Linked DNA regions of Mus musculus: all the other regions are linked to region 1. A link is a contact called in public promoter capture Hi-C data. All regions are on one chromosome and are shown on one strand. The core of a region is the stretch at or near the end of the contact, and the rest is flanking DNA. Distances in the headings are between cores, read along the strand shown. Region 1 holds the start of Thnsl2 (threonine synthase-like 2 (bacterial)). Region 2 overlaps Eif2ak3 (eukaryotic translation initiation factor 2 alpha kinase 3). Region 3 holds the start of Cd8a (CD8 antigen, alpha chain).

Evidence for each region. Promoter capture Hi-C pulls out the DNA fragments that hold promoters and counts their contacts.
Region 2: a contact with region 1 is called in a promoter capture Hi-C map of embryonic stem cells, with 3 times the contacts expected there. The contact joins the enhancer-like site here to the promoter of Thnsl2 in region 1. A contact is called at or near these places in 1 of 39 promoter capture datasets (embryonic stem cells), 2 of 484 Hi-C or Micro-C datasets (the CH12 cell line and cortical neurons), 2 of 115 datasets of contacts at active chromatin or transcription factors (differentiating embryonic stem cells and embryonic stem cells) and 2 of 9 other capture datasets (adipose tissue and pancreatic islet).
Region 3: a promoter capture Hi-C map of stem cell-derived epiblast-like cells shows a contact between it and region 1, with 4 times the contacts expected there. The contact joins the promoter of Cd8a here to the promoter of Thnsl2 in region 1. A contact is called at or near these places in 17 of 39 promoter capture datasets (the 3T3-L1 cell line, 3T3-L1-derived adipocytes, the C10 cell line and 9 more), 5 of 484 Hi-C or Micro-C datasets (the CH12 cell line, bone marrow-derived macrophages, embryonic stem cells and 2 more), 9 of 115 datasets of contacts at active chromatin or transcription factors (bone marrow-derived macrophages, double positive thymocytes, effector CD8 T cells and 4 more) and 5 of 9 other capture datasets (adipose tissue, embryonic stem cells, liver and 2 more).

The regions. Positions count from the first base shown.
Region 1 is chr6:71,142,110-71,147,041 of GRCm38.p6, reverse strand. It overlaps Thnsl2 (threonine synthase-like 2 (bacterial)), which reads left to right and starts at 2,662. Exons shown (of 9, transcript NM_001033929.2): 1 at 2,662-2,751.
Region 2 is chr6:70,897,127-70,902,058 of GRCm38.p6, reverse strand. It overlaps Eif2ak3 (eukaryotic translation initiation factor 2 alpha kinase 3), which reads right to left. Exons shown (of 17, transcript NM_010121.3): 15 at 1,726-1,827; 16 at 592-654. Among named protein-coding and RNA genes, the nearest start is that of Tex37, 19 kb to the left of the region's middle. Within about 2 kb of position 2,323, at least 9 of the 459 cell types and tissues checked have an H3K27ac peak or open chromatin away from gene starts, as enhancers often do. A contact at or near this core is called in differentiating embryonic stem cells and embryonic stem cells, where this site is marked.
Region 3 is chr6:71,370,436-71,375,367 of GRCm38.p6, reverse strand. Cd8a (CD8 antigen, alpha chain) reads right to left here and starts at 1,941. Exons shown (of 5, transcript NM_001081110.2): 1 at 1,371-1,941; 2 at 761-865; 3 at 499-609. The coding sequence starts at 1,815. RefSeq lists a cis regulatory region at 3,458-4,932.

The DNA of each region.
Region 1 (4,932 bases), core at 1,413-3,912:
TTTGTAGCAGTGGGGGATGGGGAACTGGGATAGCCACTAGAAAGTCCCAGATGCTAGGAAAGCAAGAGGCTCCCAGGACCCAGTGGAGATGACATTAGCTGAAATACCCAACAAAGGGAAGAGAGAACCTGTAGAGACCATATCCAGAGGTTAGGCACAGCCCCGGTTGAGGGATGGGGCCATCCACCCATGTCAAAAATATTAACCCAGAATTGCTCTTGTGTAAAGGAAATGCAGGGACAAAGAGTGAATCAGAGACTGAAGGAAAGGCCATGCAGAGACTGCCCCACCTAGGGATCCATCCCATCTCCAGACACCAACCCCAGACACTATTGCTGATGACAAGAGGCACTTGCTGACAGGAGCCTGGTATAGCTGTCTCCTGAGAGGCTCTGCCAGAGCCTAACCAATACAGTTGCGGATGCAGTTGGAGGGACTGATGGCTCCAGCAGTATATATAGCAGAGGATGGCCTTATCTGGCATCAATGGGAGGGGAGCCCCTTGATTTTGTGGAGGCGTGATGCCCCAGTGTAGGGGAATGCTAGGGCGGTGAGGTGGGAGTGAGAGGATAGGTGGGGGAGCACCCTCATAGAAGCAGGGGGAGGGGGAGAGGTTGGGGGTTTGCAGAGGAGGGACAGGGGAGGGAGATAACATTTGAAATGTAAATAAATAAAATAAACAATAAAAAAGAATGCCTTAGTCAGAATATATTTTTATTTTTTATTATTTTATGTGTATGAGTGTTTTGCCTGCAGGTATGCTTGCATGCCTGATACTGATGGAGGTCGAAACAGGGAGTTAGGTCCCCTTCATCTAAAATTACAGATGGTTGTGAGCTGCCTCGTGGGTGTTGGAAACTGAACTCCAGAAGAGCAACCAGTGTTTTGAACTGCTCCCGTCTCCAGCTCTAGTCTGACTATTTGATATTATTACTGCATTTTAATAAATAGATGGATAGATAGATAGATAGATAGATAGATAGATAGATAGATAGATAAAAGACAAGAAAAATGGAAGAAACTCATTTATGGCTCCAATATAGAATATGAATACTACAGTTTACTGTGCAGCCTGCTCTCAAAGTCCAGCCTTCTTCCTGGAGTTCCTGTCTTGAACACCCCAGAGGCAGTAACCCCTAATGATTAACTTAGTTGTCTCCAGCCTTTAGCTCCTCTCCTTGGTGAGAAGTCAAAGTACACTTCACAGAAGAACTTTGGGCTCCCTCTGGGCCCCAGGGTGGTGCTGTCCTGTAGGCCTGCCTGAGCCAGGCAGGGAGGCTGTCCTTGGATGCGATTTCTTTGGGAACACTGTAACAAACACTGCTGACTTTTGTGAGTCCCAGTTTTCCTGGCTTCTGAATGGTTAAATGCACCTCATGGAAAGTACAGAAACACGTTGGAGAAGGTCCATGGCTGACCTGTATCCCTCAATAGGTTGGTGCCTCTGACCTCTGTCAACTCTATGGCAAGTCCCTGGCCCATTTTGTACTCAGAAGGCCTATCCCATATCCTGAGCAGGGACAGTCTCTCAGTGCCTTCTACCAGGAGACTGAGCTGGCTACTCAGGGGCAGCTTCACACACTGTTGCCTAGTGGATGGCCTGTGTAGGGGAGGACTAGACGGCAGGCAACTTGAATAAGCACAGGCCTCAGGAGGAGGAAGGAGACAGGCAAAGACCAGGCCAAGGCCAGGGCTAAGAATAAATCTTAGACTGTACTTGTCTGGTCCATCTTCAAACCTATGTTTATCTTGGAGCGTGAATGTAAATCCTGGGACATTTGATCATGTTTGGAGAAAAAAATACCCCAAATTCTTGCTTTTTTCCCTCCCTGAAAAATAAATTAGGGCCTGAGACTGCAGCTCCACTGGTAAGGTGCTTGCCGAGCCCACACAAAGTTCTGCTTCGATTCCCAGCATAAGCCGTTGGTAACACAAGTCTGTAATGTCAGCACTCAGGAGATGGAGATGGAAGATCGGGACTTCAAGATCATCCTTTACTGTATAACCAGCTTCCATGAAGAAGGGGGGAGAACATAGAGAAAAGGAAGGGGAGGGGGAAACTGAGTCAGACTTACGCTTCTATAGATAGTATTGTTCTATTAAGAATTTTTTAGCTAAATGATGCACCCATCTGGTGGATTTTAGCACAGGCTCTTGGATTTATGTAAACCAGAATCCTGAAAGCCAAAGGATGGAATGGTGGAAGGCTAAGTCCTTCTTCCCACATTGCCCTCTGATTTCTCATCTAAAAACAAAACAAAGCTTTTAATCCCAGCACTCGGTGGAGGAGTTAGGAAAGGGATGTGCAAAGACAGGCAGATCTCTTTGTGAGTTCAAGGCCAGCCTGCTCTACATACAATCTCCTGAGTGGCCAGAGCTACATAGAGACAGGTCTCTCAATAAGTAAACAAACAAATAAAAACAGAACAAAATGTCACCGTCTTTTATTCTATCGAGTCTCAGCGAAGATCATGAGTCTAAAAGAGAATCCAGAGTCTGAAAGGCACTCATTGAACACAAAGGCTAGTGTTCCGGTGTCTGCCTTGTCCCCCACCCGACCCCCCTACTCCTGTCTTCCAAGCTCTGTCTTCTACCCCTCCCCGAAGTCCCTTCTCCACTCCCCCTCCTCCGCCCTCTGTAGGAGCTCCTCCCCAGCTTTGGCTTTAAACTCAGAACCTCCGGCTCAGGGAAGTCAGAGCTGTGCGCGTCGCCCACTGGACTCGGGTCTCCAGGCAGCTCCGCGCCCCTACGGTAACCTCGCCCAGTTCTCTGCTGCGTGCCCCCCACCCCGCGCTCTCCACGGTGACACGTCAGATTTCTGGCTGCTGTCCTGGTCCCGTAGCTCAGCTTGGCTTCCGGGCCACCGTTTTAAAGCCAGCTGGGGCCTTAGGATGGCAGCAGCCCCAATAGCCCTAGCAGCCCGCGCGGGTGGAGGATTTCTCATGTTTTTCTCCTGCAGCCAGGGTTCGGCAGTGTGGGAGTAACCCGGAAACTCAGGACAGTGCGCTGTGTTCAGAGGGTAGGGATGGGGTCTTAGGGTTCGGCGAGCTCGCCAGCGGGTGTACACCGCCCGCCCTCCCAGGCCTTGCTTTAAACTCCAATCCAGGAGTAGTGATCTACCACTAGGGGCGAGACTCCATGCCTCCCCACCTCCGCTACCGCCGCGCCGAATCCCGCCCCAAAGGCGGGATTACTGTTATTATTTATCGTGGTTATTGCCCTGTCTCCGCTCTGGAATAAAATCCAGAAACGTTCCAAAAAGTAATTATCACAGTAAAGTACAGCGGAGATCTGAGTCCAGAGCCCTGACACAACAGTCTTAAAAAAAAAAAAAAAAAAAAAGTCGTTAGCTGTTTCTTGTAGCTTTTTCTGCGCTGTCCCTTGAAGTGATCTTTCAGAACCGACCGACAGCCCTTAATCCTGTGAGAAGCTTGGGACTGTTTGCTAATCAAGCCATCTTCTTATTCTGGCACATGCTTAGCTCAAGCCGGGCTTTCTTCACCTCTGTGCCTTGTTCATGTCTTTCTTGGGTTGCAGAATCCCCACCTCAGTGCCCGGGTATCATGTGGTCCATTCTACCGAGGACCAAGGACAGGGCTTTGGAAAAATGTTCCTCATAGCTCCACCTGCTTCTGCCCTGTCCCAGCACCCCCAGCCCTTTGATCAGTAGAACTCCCTGGCTGCATTTCCTTTAGTCAGGTCCAGAATCCTTATGCAGCAAGGATTTCAGGGCAGTTTGCTCTAACGTTGTTCACAGCATTCCAGAACTCCCTGCAGTTACTGAAGGCACTGCTAAGCCTTTGACCTCCTGGCCCTGCTTCTGCCTTCTGAGCAGCTGTGCCTATGTCCCATGTCATGGACTCCTATGTGGGCTGATTCCTGTGTCCCAGATTCCTAACGTCATTTCTGTTTATACCCATTGCCCAGCATTACATTATCCACCCTGGTTCTATTTGATAATATTCTTGGTTTCAGGCATGTCTAATGCATGTGACTGAGAATAGCTATGAATAGGGAGGCCCAAAACAAAATTCTAAGCTTACTTAAAACATTATGTGATTTCATGTATCTCTTGCTCTTATAACTTGATGGCACCATTCTGAGGCCTGAACTTTGTAGATAGCAAAGTTATGTTGCAATGTCAAAAGGTGGGACCTGCCTGGTTGATAATTTAGCACAGCCTTGCTTCTAAGCTGAATGCACGTGCATTTGTAGGCAGCAGAGTGGTGTGTGTCAGCTCACTGTGGACCCACAAGTGTCACAGACCTGGAGGAGGAAGCCACAACTTCAGGCCTGGAGGTGGAGCTTAGTGGCAGAGTAATTGCCTAGGATAGGCCTGGGCTCCATTTCCAGGGTCAGGGGAGGCCAAAGGGAAGGAAAGGGAAACTAGGATTCTCGGTCAATGTCAGATTTCCCCTTCTTATGGGCAGGGGTGCAGAAATGCCTAAGTGGTATTGGGAGCTATGTGTAGTCAAGTTGACAGGTTTAACCATGGAAACTATAAACTCTGCTGTAATCTCTGTCCCATTCAAATGATCATAGGGCCCTGAATCCATGCCAGGGAGCCAGAGTTAATTAGCCATGGCTAGAGAGTTTCAAAGACAGTATGTAGGATCCACTGCTAGCCTTCTAAATTAGGCTACAAGATAGGGTAATAGTTATTGGTGATACTGCCCAACCATCGTATGTATAGGACTAAGGAGTTTCTTGGGACATGGGTCTTGCAGTTTAAAAAAAATAATGCATACATGTATGTAATGTATTTTGATCCCTATTCCATGCCCTCTGATTCCTCCCCACTGTTTCCCCTCCCAACTTTATGTGGTCTCTTGCTTAAAAACAAATAAACAAGAAACCCCACTGAGATTATTTAGTACATGGGCATGGGGCCATCTACTGGAGCGTGTGTAGCCTCCGAAAGCCTGAAGAAAA
Region 2 (4,932 bases), core at 1,074-3,573, 240 kb after region 1:
GACCAGCTTAATCTACCAATCTCCTAAACCACCTCCCGTGTGGCCTGAAGAGCACCTGGAGCCTCCCTCTGCTTAAGAATAAGCCATTTTTAGAGCTCTCAGACCAAATCCCAGCACGGAGTTAACATAGACTGCTCCTGTGAGGGGCTTTATGAAGTCAGCCTCAGGGAAGGTGGCGGTGCAGCCTGACCTCTGCAGGCCACTGGGTTCAGGGCAGTCCTAACAACCTGGTCTCCTAGATCAGTGCTCTCGGCCTTCCTAATGCTATGACCCTTTAACATACAGTTCCCCATGCTGTGGTGACCCCCATCCATAAGGTTATTTTGTTGCTACTTCATAACTTTAATTATGCTACAGTTATGAATCATAATGTAAATACCTGTGTTTTCTAATGATCTTAGTCAACCCCTGTGAAAACTGTTTAGGTCTAAAGGCGTTGCGAGCCATTGATCTAGAATGTTGGGTGTCTCACCTGAAAAGGCAAAGCTGACCAATTGACTGCTAAGGACCCTTTGTGTTTCAGGGTGTCTTAAGAACAATTTAAGCACTTAATGTGATGATTTTAGAGAAAGAGCTGAAAATTATCCATACCTCTTGGGGATATTTCTGAGTGAACAGTAGAGGAAACTTGAGATTTCTGACATCAGTTAAAATCTAGAAAGAAAGAAAGTTAATCTTTTAGCTTTATTTTGTCGTATGTCCACTTCTCACACATGCTAGATAAGTACACTGACAACACCCCAGCCTGTCTTTTCCCTTTCCTTATTTTTATTAATGTGCCTATGTGCTCATGCCTGTGTGTGTATGCATGTGCACCCAGGCAGCCCAGGTATTAGTCCCTGGAGTACAAGCAACTGTGAACTGCTTGCCATATGTAGATGCTGGGAACTGAACTCCTGTCCTCTGAATGAACAGCAAGGGCTTTCTGTGCCTTCTCTCTAGCCCCAAACTTTTCACTTTCTTCCCAGTGTCTTTGATGAACTGATTAATCCACAAATTTGATTCTTGATTCTTTGCTTGAGTGGATCTCTTATTTTGCTTAGACAGAGCTCACTCGGTAGCTGGTAGCCTTGACTGGCCTGGAACCTGCTCTGTTTACCAAGCCAGCCTCCAACACACAGAGATCTGCCCTGTCTTCGCCTCCCAAGTGCTGGGATTAAAGGTTGCAGTACCATACCCAACTAGTACTGTCTGACTGAAAACCTACGGTCATGATGTTTGGAAAACCTAGCCGTGTGCCATCTGCCAGCATCTGTCTGTGACTGCATGACCACTTGTCCTCCATAGGGTTTCCTCCATCCAACTGGCACTATTTCCTGCCCTCACTCACGTTACCCTCCCAGCTCCCTCTGGCTCTGCAGTGGTCACAAGGTTGCCAAATGCAAACTACTGTTAAGGTGATGATGAACTGATACCAACAGAACATCTAGAATAATCCTGTTGCTCACTGGGTCCCTTTTGCTCCTAGTTTAACTGTCTAATGGCATCGAGAATAAACTTAATGGCGCTGGAGAGTTCAGCTGTGCAGCTTAGAACTGCATGCAACTCCACTCCAGGGGCATCTGAAGCCTCCGACATCAGGGCATACCTGCACTCTCACACAACCGCACGCGCACACATGCGTAGTTAAAAGTTTAAAAAAGAAGAAACGTAACCACCAAAAAACTCTTGTAAATTGTAAGTAATCCCTCTGCCCGTCCTCATGGGTGCCTGAGACGCACTTACCCGGACTCGTTCCATCTGGGTGCTGAATGGGTAGAGGAGTTCAAACAGAATCAAGCCTAAAGAGAAGATGTCCACTTTATGGGAGTAGTTGTTTCCATGAATCTGAAATAGCATAAAGATATGTTAAAAAAAAAATTGCCCCAGAGGGAGCATATCATTAGAGTATTCACACAGAGATGGCTCAGTTCCTACGCAGCATCACGGGCCCTGAGCTGATTCAGTTACCTCTGGGTATGAGCAAAGAGTTAATCTCTAAGTCCCTCTCCTGCCCTCTTTCGATGTGGGCAGGTGTAATTACAGCACTAAGCATCACAGAGGGAAAGCCCAGGTAAGGCTCCAGAGAGATATGCATCAGCACGAAGGGCAGAAACTCGGAGCCTGGTGCTCTGGAGTCTGTAAGGGCCGCTCAGGCCCCCTGAGGTGAAGCTTTTCAAAGCGACACTATCTGAAGCCAATCTCATTTCTAATCACCGGAGTCCTGAAGTCGGTCATTACTGCAAGCCACTAATCAACCGGGGAGCCTTCATTACGCACTTAATTGCAGACTGCTCTGCATGCACAGCCCTATTTTTCATGTGCATATTTTTTGTGCCTTCCCAGTCCTGGCAGGGAAGAGACCTGCTGCTTTTGTGTTCCCTTCCCATCATTCAGCACTGGGCTAAGTACAGAGCAGGCCCTCAATAAATACCTGATACCACAGGGCAAAGAATCACATCTGCTCTGCTCTATTAAGGAAAGCCCCATTCAAATGCAAAGCGAAGTCCTGGAGCCTTGGGAGAGCCCTTTTATTTATGAACATTTCCTTAGGCCAGTTACTTGACTACAGGTAAACAGCCCTGGAACTGGCTCACCTCAAAACTGCTGTACCAGGGGGAGGGGGAGAGGAAACAGGTGACAGGACGGAGGCCATCACCCCCTCTCCTCCACATCACTCTAGCTATCTGCCTCTTTGGTTCCTTCTATGCAGGCTGGCTTCTGCTCACAAAATAGCAGGTGCAAAGTTCCACTGACTGTATCAGGTATGTACCCACCATACTATGATCTAAAGTGATTACTGCAACCTATAGCACTGTCCCTTGCCTCCCTCTGTGGCTTGGGAAGCCTTCAAAGAAAATGTCCAAGGACACTGGCAACATAGGTACGGGGGAAAAAGATACCCTCATACAATATTTGGGCAATGTAAACTGACTCATTCACAGTTGAATGAATGGAATCCTGTCCATGGCAGAGTCGATGAAGATGTAACAGAGATGCTGGGCCAATTATCCAAGTGACTGGCCTCCCAGCAAAACTGACATTAACTTTAGTGTTCAAAACAAACATTGAGCAATCTGAACTGCATGTATGTTTCACATCTGTCTGAGGATGTCCAAGAACTCATGAATGGTCACATGTGAATACTGATCGAAAACTATGAAACAAAATTCCAACTTTGGTTTCCAACATAACAATTTATATATAATATTAAAAGATATAAAAAGATATATTTACATATAAGATATGTGTGCATGCATGTACACAGCTGGAAATTTTATACTTATTTTTGGTAAACGCCTTTTTCTTTATTATATATTCCTATATTTTCCCATTCCTTTTAAAGAAGAAAGATTAATATATAAGGAGAAAGAATTATTAACATGTTACTGGATTGTAAAAATTGAGACTTAAAAGTTTTGGATTTTTATTTTATGTTCATTGGTGTTTTGCCTGCATGTGTGTTTGTGTCAGATACCCTGGAATTGGAGTTATAGCTGTAAGCTGCCATGCAGATGCTGGGAATTGAACCAGGGTCCTTTGGAAGAGCAGCCAGTGCTCTCAATGGCTAAGCCATCTCCCCAGCCCCCACATATTTATTTTGATTGCATGAATTTGTGGAGACTGAGCTACTTGAAGAGACCTTTTATTGAGCTTTGAAGAGCAGTTCGTTGCGTATCCCACGAGAGGGCAGCAGGACAGGCAGTAGCTAGAGTATGCCTGGCACCAACTACATCTGAAGGCCGAAAAGGTGAACTTTGTTAAAAGTGAAAGCAAGTGCTAGCACACGCCTTTAATCCCAGCACTCAGGAGGCAGAGGCAGCTGGATGTCTGTGAGTTCGAGGCCAGCCTGGTCTACAAAGTGAGTTCCAGGACAGCCAGGGCTACACAGAGTAACCCTGTCTCAAAAAAAAAAGAAAAGAAAAGGAAAAAAAAAAGTTGAGACTGCAGATCCCTGGTTTGAGATGGGGTTGGGAAATGGGAATTCTAGTTGTATTTTAATCACTATGCACTGCATAATGTAGTTAGAAGTAGTTTTCAAGGAAAATAATGGTTTGAATCTATTTTTTTCCCCCTGAGACAGGGCTTCTCTGTGTAGCCTGGCGGTCCTGGAACTCACACTGTAGACCAGGCTGGCCTCAAACTCAGAAATCCGCCTGCCTCTGCCTACTTAGAACATTTTTATTTTTCCTTCACTAAGTCTTAACTCCATCACTGAGAAAGCCAACCCAATTACTTAGGCCACCTGATTTCTCTCTTTCTCTGTGACTCCTAAATCTCTGCAGCAACCTTTTAATTTTTTTTCTCTTCCTCTTAAGTAGATTTGCTAGAGAAACTTAATTGCTTTTATTTTAAACTATTAAAATCAATCTGGAGATGCTGTTTTATTGTAGGTTTGCTTGCTACCCTGTGGCTCCTCTCCTCCCCCTGAGCAAAACCCACAACCATTCTTACGCAGAGAAGCAGAGAAGTCTCACATAACAAACAAAGGTATGAAACAGAAGCAGGGGGTGGAGGGTTCAAGGGCCAAGCTACAAGAGACCCTGCCTCAGAACCAGAACAAACAGAAACACACTTAAGTCCAAATAGAAATTTGAAAACTTCTATAAATTTCAGTATTTTTCATTTCTTTATTAACACACTGTCGATGTGTTACGTGATCTGTGTGTTTCCTTACCCACATCCCATCTTTTTTTCTCTTTGGGTTTTTGAGACAGGCCTCATTTTGTAACCTAGGCTGGATCTGAACTCATGGCAATCCTCCTGCTCCAGCCTCCCGACTCCTTGCATTACTGCCATGAGCCACAATGTGTGGCTCTCAAAGTCTCTTTTTAGGTCTGGTTCAGAGGTGACAGCATGTTTCATGGTTGTATTTTCTCACTGGGGCAGAATTGCTTTCATAATTTTCAGGCTATGTATGGCTGGGCACTGTACCAAGACCATGGGAAAAGC
Region 3 (4,932 bases), core at 692-3,191, 230 kb before region 1:
TGAGTGTCTCTGGGAATCTGTTGACCTGGTTGGTGTAATCACCTGTATAGACTCAGAGGAGTGAATGGTTTGTGAGGTGGGATTAAGGCAAATCTCAAGCCAGTCATGGTTGTGACTCAGCCTTCTTGGGCCCTGGTCTCAGGGCTATGTAAACCCCTCCTTAGTGTGCTTAAGTTATCCTGGCTGTGCTAACTGCTGATTTGGCTGCTCTTGGGGATCCTGGAACAGGGCTCTGTTCTGAAAAGTTCCCAGAGGGTGGAAAGAGCAGTGGGGTGGTATACCTGTCTCCTGCCTTCAAGAAAGAACCCACTACACTGGTCCTATAGGTCAGCTGGAACGCCCTCCCCCTTTTCCCCAACCTAAAAGTAATCTCCCTGAAGGGCTGTCTGGAGCAGGCACAAAGTGCAGACTCCTCCTGGAGCACAAAGCAGTCTCTTGGCGGGGGTGGGGTGGGGGGGTGGGTGGGGGGCTGGATGGGGGGAACTCCCCAGAACTTACTGTGGTAGCAGATGAGAGTGATGATCAAGGACAGCAGAAGGGCCACGCAGATTCCGGCCAAGGGTGCCCAGATGTAAATATCACAGGCGAAGTCCAATCCGGTCCCCTTCACTGACAAGATCCGAATGAATGGAATTTAGAAACCCTCTGGGACAGCCCCCAACCCTGCCCCCAGCACGTCTCCCGGTCCAGGTCTCCCTCCAAGATCAGGATTTTCCACCCCAGGCTATCTGCTTATCTCAATCGCTTGAGAGCACCTAACCTGAGCCACGGGGCCGACAATCTTCTGGTCTCTGGGGCTGAGATGTCCCGGTAGGGTGCACAGGTGAGGGAGTTCGCAGCACTGGCTTGGTAGTAGTAGAGTTCACTGCAAAAGCAATAGGGTGCCTGCGGGTCAAGCTGGAATTGTGGATGCACCAGCCCCTTTCCACTTAGCCTTTACCCAAGAAGGAGCCGTTTCCTAGCTTTTAACTAGAGGAAGAAGGAACCCCTGGATACGTGCTGGGCTACTCCGCTGCTCGCACACGCGGAGCCAAGTGTGATTTGGGGCCAATGTGCCTAGATCAGATCCAGCAGCTAAGCGACTGCGGCCCTCCACCAACCCAAAGCTGGAGTCAATACCAAAATTCTATCCTGGAGCCAACAGGGGCAGGATCACACGTGCATCCAGACTCCAGCCCAGATCCAGGGCGTTTAAAAATCACTTCCAATCCCACCCAGCACCTCAGCCTCAACTTTTTGGTCTGTAAAATGGGGACAGTATAGAAATCACCTCCAAGAGGCCCCAAGAGATTTAAGAAGAGGGAATCTGCGTGAAACTTGTTCAGATGTGACCCCTAAAACCCAGGAGACGGGAACCTCCACTTCCAAACCTTTCTGAAGGACTGGCACGACAGAACTGAAGTACATCACCGAGTTGCTGATGACTGAGCAGAAATAGTAGCCTTCGTTTTCCTTGCTGAACTTGTTCAGGGTGAGAACGTACTTATTATTCGTGTCCCTCATGGCAGAAAACAGTTTCGACGAATTCAGCTTCTCGTCCCACGTTATCTTGTTGTGGGATGAAGCCATATAGACAACGAAGGTGGGCTGGGGGAGTTTGGAGCTGGAGTTCTGGAAGAGCCAAGAGCATCCTTGCGAAACGGACCCCAACACTTCACATACCAGGTCCACCTTCTGACCAAGTTCGGCGTCCATTTTCTTTGGAAAGATTCGGAGTTCGGGTGCCTGTGGCTTAGCTTCTCCACTCCCCAGGATAATCGACTCACCCAGCAGCAGCAGGTTCAGCGACAGAAAGCGGGTCAACGGTGAGGCCATGGTGTGCTCTCCACCAGCAAGCAGCTTAGGTCAAGCTAGGGCTCTAGGGGAGGGGCCCAGGAACAGGGCGGAGGAGGTGCGGTGGGGGAGGCGTGTAGGGTCGGGGAAACTGCTCCTTTAGCCAGCTGCAGACAGAGCTGATTTCCTATGTGAGGATATGATGTCACCCAAAGTCCCCACCAAAGAGTGTCAACCACCTTTTAGGGGCCTGGGAACTCAGAGTGAGAATGCACCCTTGCAGAGCAAGTGGGAGGAATTGAAAACTGAGATTTGGGGAAGAGAAAACACTTGGAAGGGACCCTTAGGAATTGTTCTTCTGCAAGAGTGGCTGAAAGAAGAAGGATAAAGATTAAATCTTAATAAAAAAAATATGAGAGTGACAGGACATGAAGGGAGAGGAGTGCCCACTCTCCCTTTTCTTTTTCTTGTAGATAGGTTCTTGGGTTCCCCAAGCTTGCTTCAGACTCACTTCATGGCAAAGGTTGGCCTTGAATTCTAGACCCTCCTGCCCTTCCACTTCTTTTGCTGGCAGTAGTGTCTTTTTGTGTTTTTGCTTCTTGTCTGGAGGTTGAGTGGAAAGAAAATGTACAGAGATTCCAGCAGAGCAGACCAGACACTAACCAGAAGGGACTTGCACCTCCCATCAAGGGGACTTGCAAGGGGGCAGTTCAATGGGAGCCTTGAGTGGCACTCTTAGCTGCTGACAATATCCTTCCCTGGCCTCCCACCCAGGGAGCAAAGCTCACCTCCCAGTCTCATCCCTTCTTAGAACCATGGCAACAGCCTCCACACCAAATGCTCGCCAACTGGATGATCCAGCTACACACTTTGACCCTCATTCTTATCCAGGGGATCTGACAGCATCACCCCATGGCCTGCACAGCTAGAGGAAAACACCTCTCTGACTTGGTTGGGGACTAGCCCTTGGATAGGTGCTGGCTCCACCCAAGCCACCATCCCTGGCTTTGCCATGTGCCCGCCTGCAGCCACTGCCTCATAGACAGACACTTCCCTGGTTACTTATTTCTACGTTTCTAAGGTCTTGCTGCTCTCTGCCTGGCAAATGCTGGGCCCCTGCCATCTGACTTGGGCCTTTGACTTTCTCTGTTGCTTGTATGCATGTGTGTGTCCTGGGTGAATCTTGGGTGCAGGCATTTACTCTTCTCTGTCCCTGGCACACATAGACTTCATTCTTTCTTGCCCACTGCAGTCCTGAAAGCTGCCAGTCTCAGGGATGTGCTTTCTTCTTGCTTGTATGTGGCTTGTACTTAGTGGGGTTTTCCACTTGGAACCCCATACAGGGTGTGCCTCCCACGTTACTGCTTCATTCTAGTTGGAGACAGGTTGCCTGGCAGTCTCTACCCCACATCTGAGTTCTGCCCAGTGGCACGCTGTTTACCATAACCGCCACAGTGCTGGGTATGGCCACCATGTCCAGTTTACACAAACAAGTGTGTTGTTGATGTTATATTCTTATTTGTGTTTACTGAACTGCACCCCTCTGAATAGGTTTGCCTTTTGTCATTGTTTATGTTTGATGACAAGATCTCAAATAGGCTGGCCTGGAACTTACGACATAGTTCAAGCAGGCCCTAGTTTCATGATAGTCCAATTGCATTAGTCTCCAGGGTGCTAGGATTACAAGCTTGAGCCACCAAGCTCTGTATATATACAAACAAGTATTGGGTGGGCTTTAGAAACTGCTTGGTCTCAGTATTCCCTACTCTTAAGAATACCCAAATGCTGACTCTAACATTTTATGTTTAGAGTTGTTTAAAGTACAATTTTAATGTAGTTTATTGTTATTTTGTGTTAATGTGTGTGATGTGTGTGCCTGGGAGGGGACAGACATGTTACAGCATGAGTGTGGAAATCAGAGAACAGCTCTGTGGAGTCAGTTCTCTTCTCCCACCTCTTCATGGCTTCCTTCTGGGGATGGAACTTAGGTCAACAGCCTTTGTGGACAGCACAGTACCTACTATGGCTTCCAAAGTGGCTTCTTAAATCACAAGAGTATATATTCCTGAAAAAAATTACATAAGGGGCTGGAGAGATGGCTCAGTGTGTAAAGTATGTGCTACACATGAAGTCCGGAGTTCAGATCCGTAGCACCCTTTGCCAGGAGGAAGAGACAGGGGATGCCTGAAGCAAGCCAGCTGGCTAGCCTAGCAGAATCATCACGCTATGGGTTCAATTGAGAGAACCTGTCTCAGCATATAAAGTGGAGAACAATGAAAGACATCTGCTTTGGGCCTCCACACTCTTGAATGTGTGCACCTGCAACCCCACACTTGTGCACCCCCGCACAGACACACATGCATACATATAAACAACTATAAATTTTGAATGCCTTGCAGTACAAGAGTAAGTACAGAGAAAGCCCTCTGTCTCGTCTCTCCTCATTGCCCTCAGTTCTTCAGGTAAAACCATGGTAATAGTTGACTGTATCTCTTAGATGTAATCTGGGTGCAGATGTTTATCATTTCAAATTATTTGTTACAGGGGTAGTGTTACAAAATCTATTTTCAATTTTCTTCTTTTATTTTATTCTTATTTATTTATTTTTGTTTTTTTTTTGAGACAGGCTTTCTCTGAATAGCCCTGGCTGTCCTGGAACTCACTTTGTAGACCAGGCTGGCCTCGAACTCAGAAATCCGCCTGCCTCTGCCTCCCAAGTGCTGGGATTAAAGGCGTGCACCACCACGCCCGGCCAATTTTCTTACTTGATAATGGAAGAGAACCTTTTCACACTAGCAGTTGGAGACCCACTTCATTCCTTTGCATGATGTCTTTCACATTGCTGTTAGGTTTATTTCATTCTACTAGTAGGCCTTTAAGCCAGTTCCCCTTTTAATAATTACTGTACCATCAAGGTTGTGGTATGAAAAGATACATTATTCCTGTCGCTGAATTCATAAAGTGCATATAACACTTTCAATTTTCAAAATATATATTTATTTATTTAGTGTGTGTGTGTTCACTAACCTGCCTCAGCACTACATACAGGTCAGAGGACAAGTTATGGGGGTCAGTTTCTTCCTTCTACTAGGTGGGGCCTAGGGATTGAAGTCAAGGTGTCAGCAAGTCGTTTTAACTTGTAACTATCTCACTCATGCC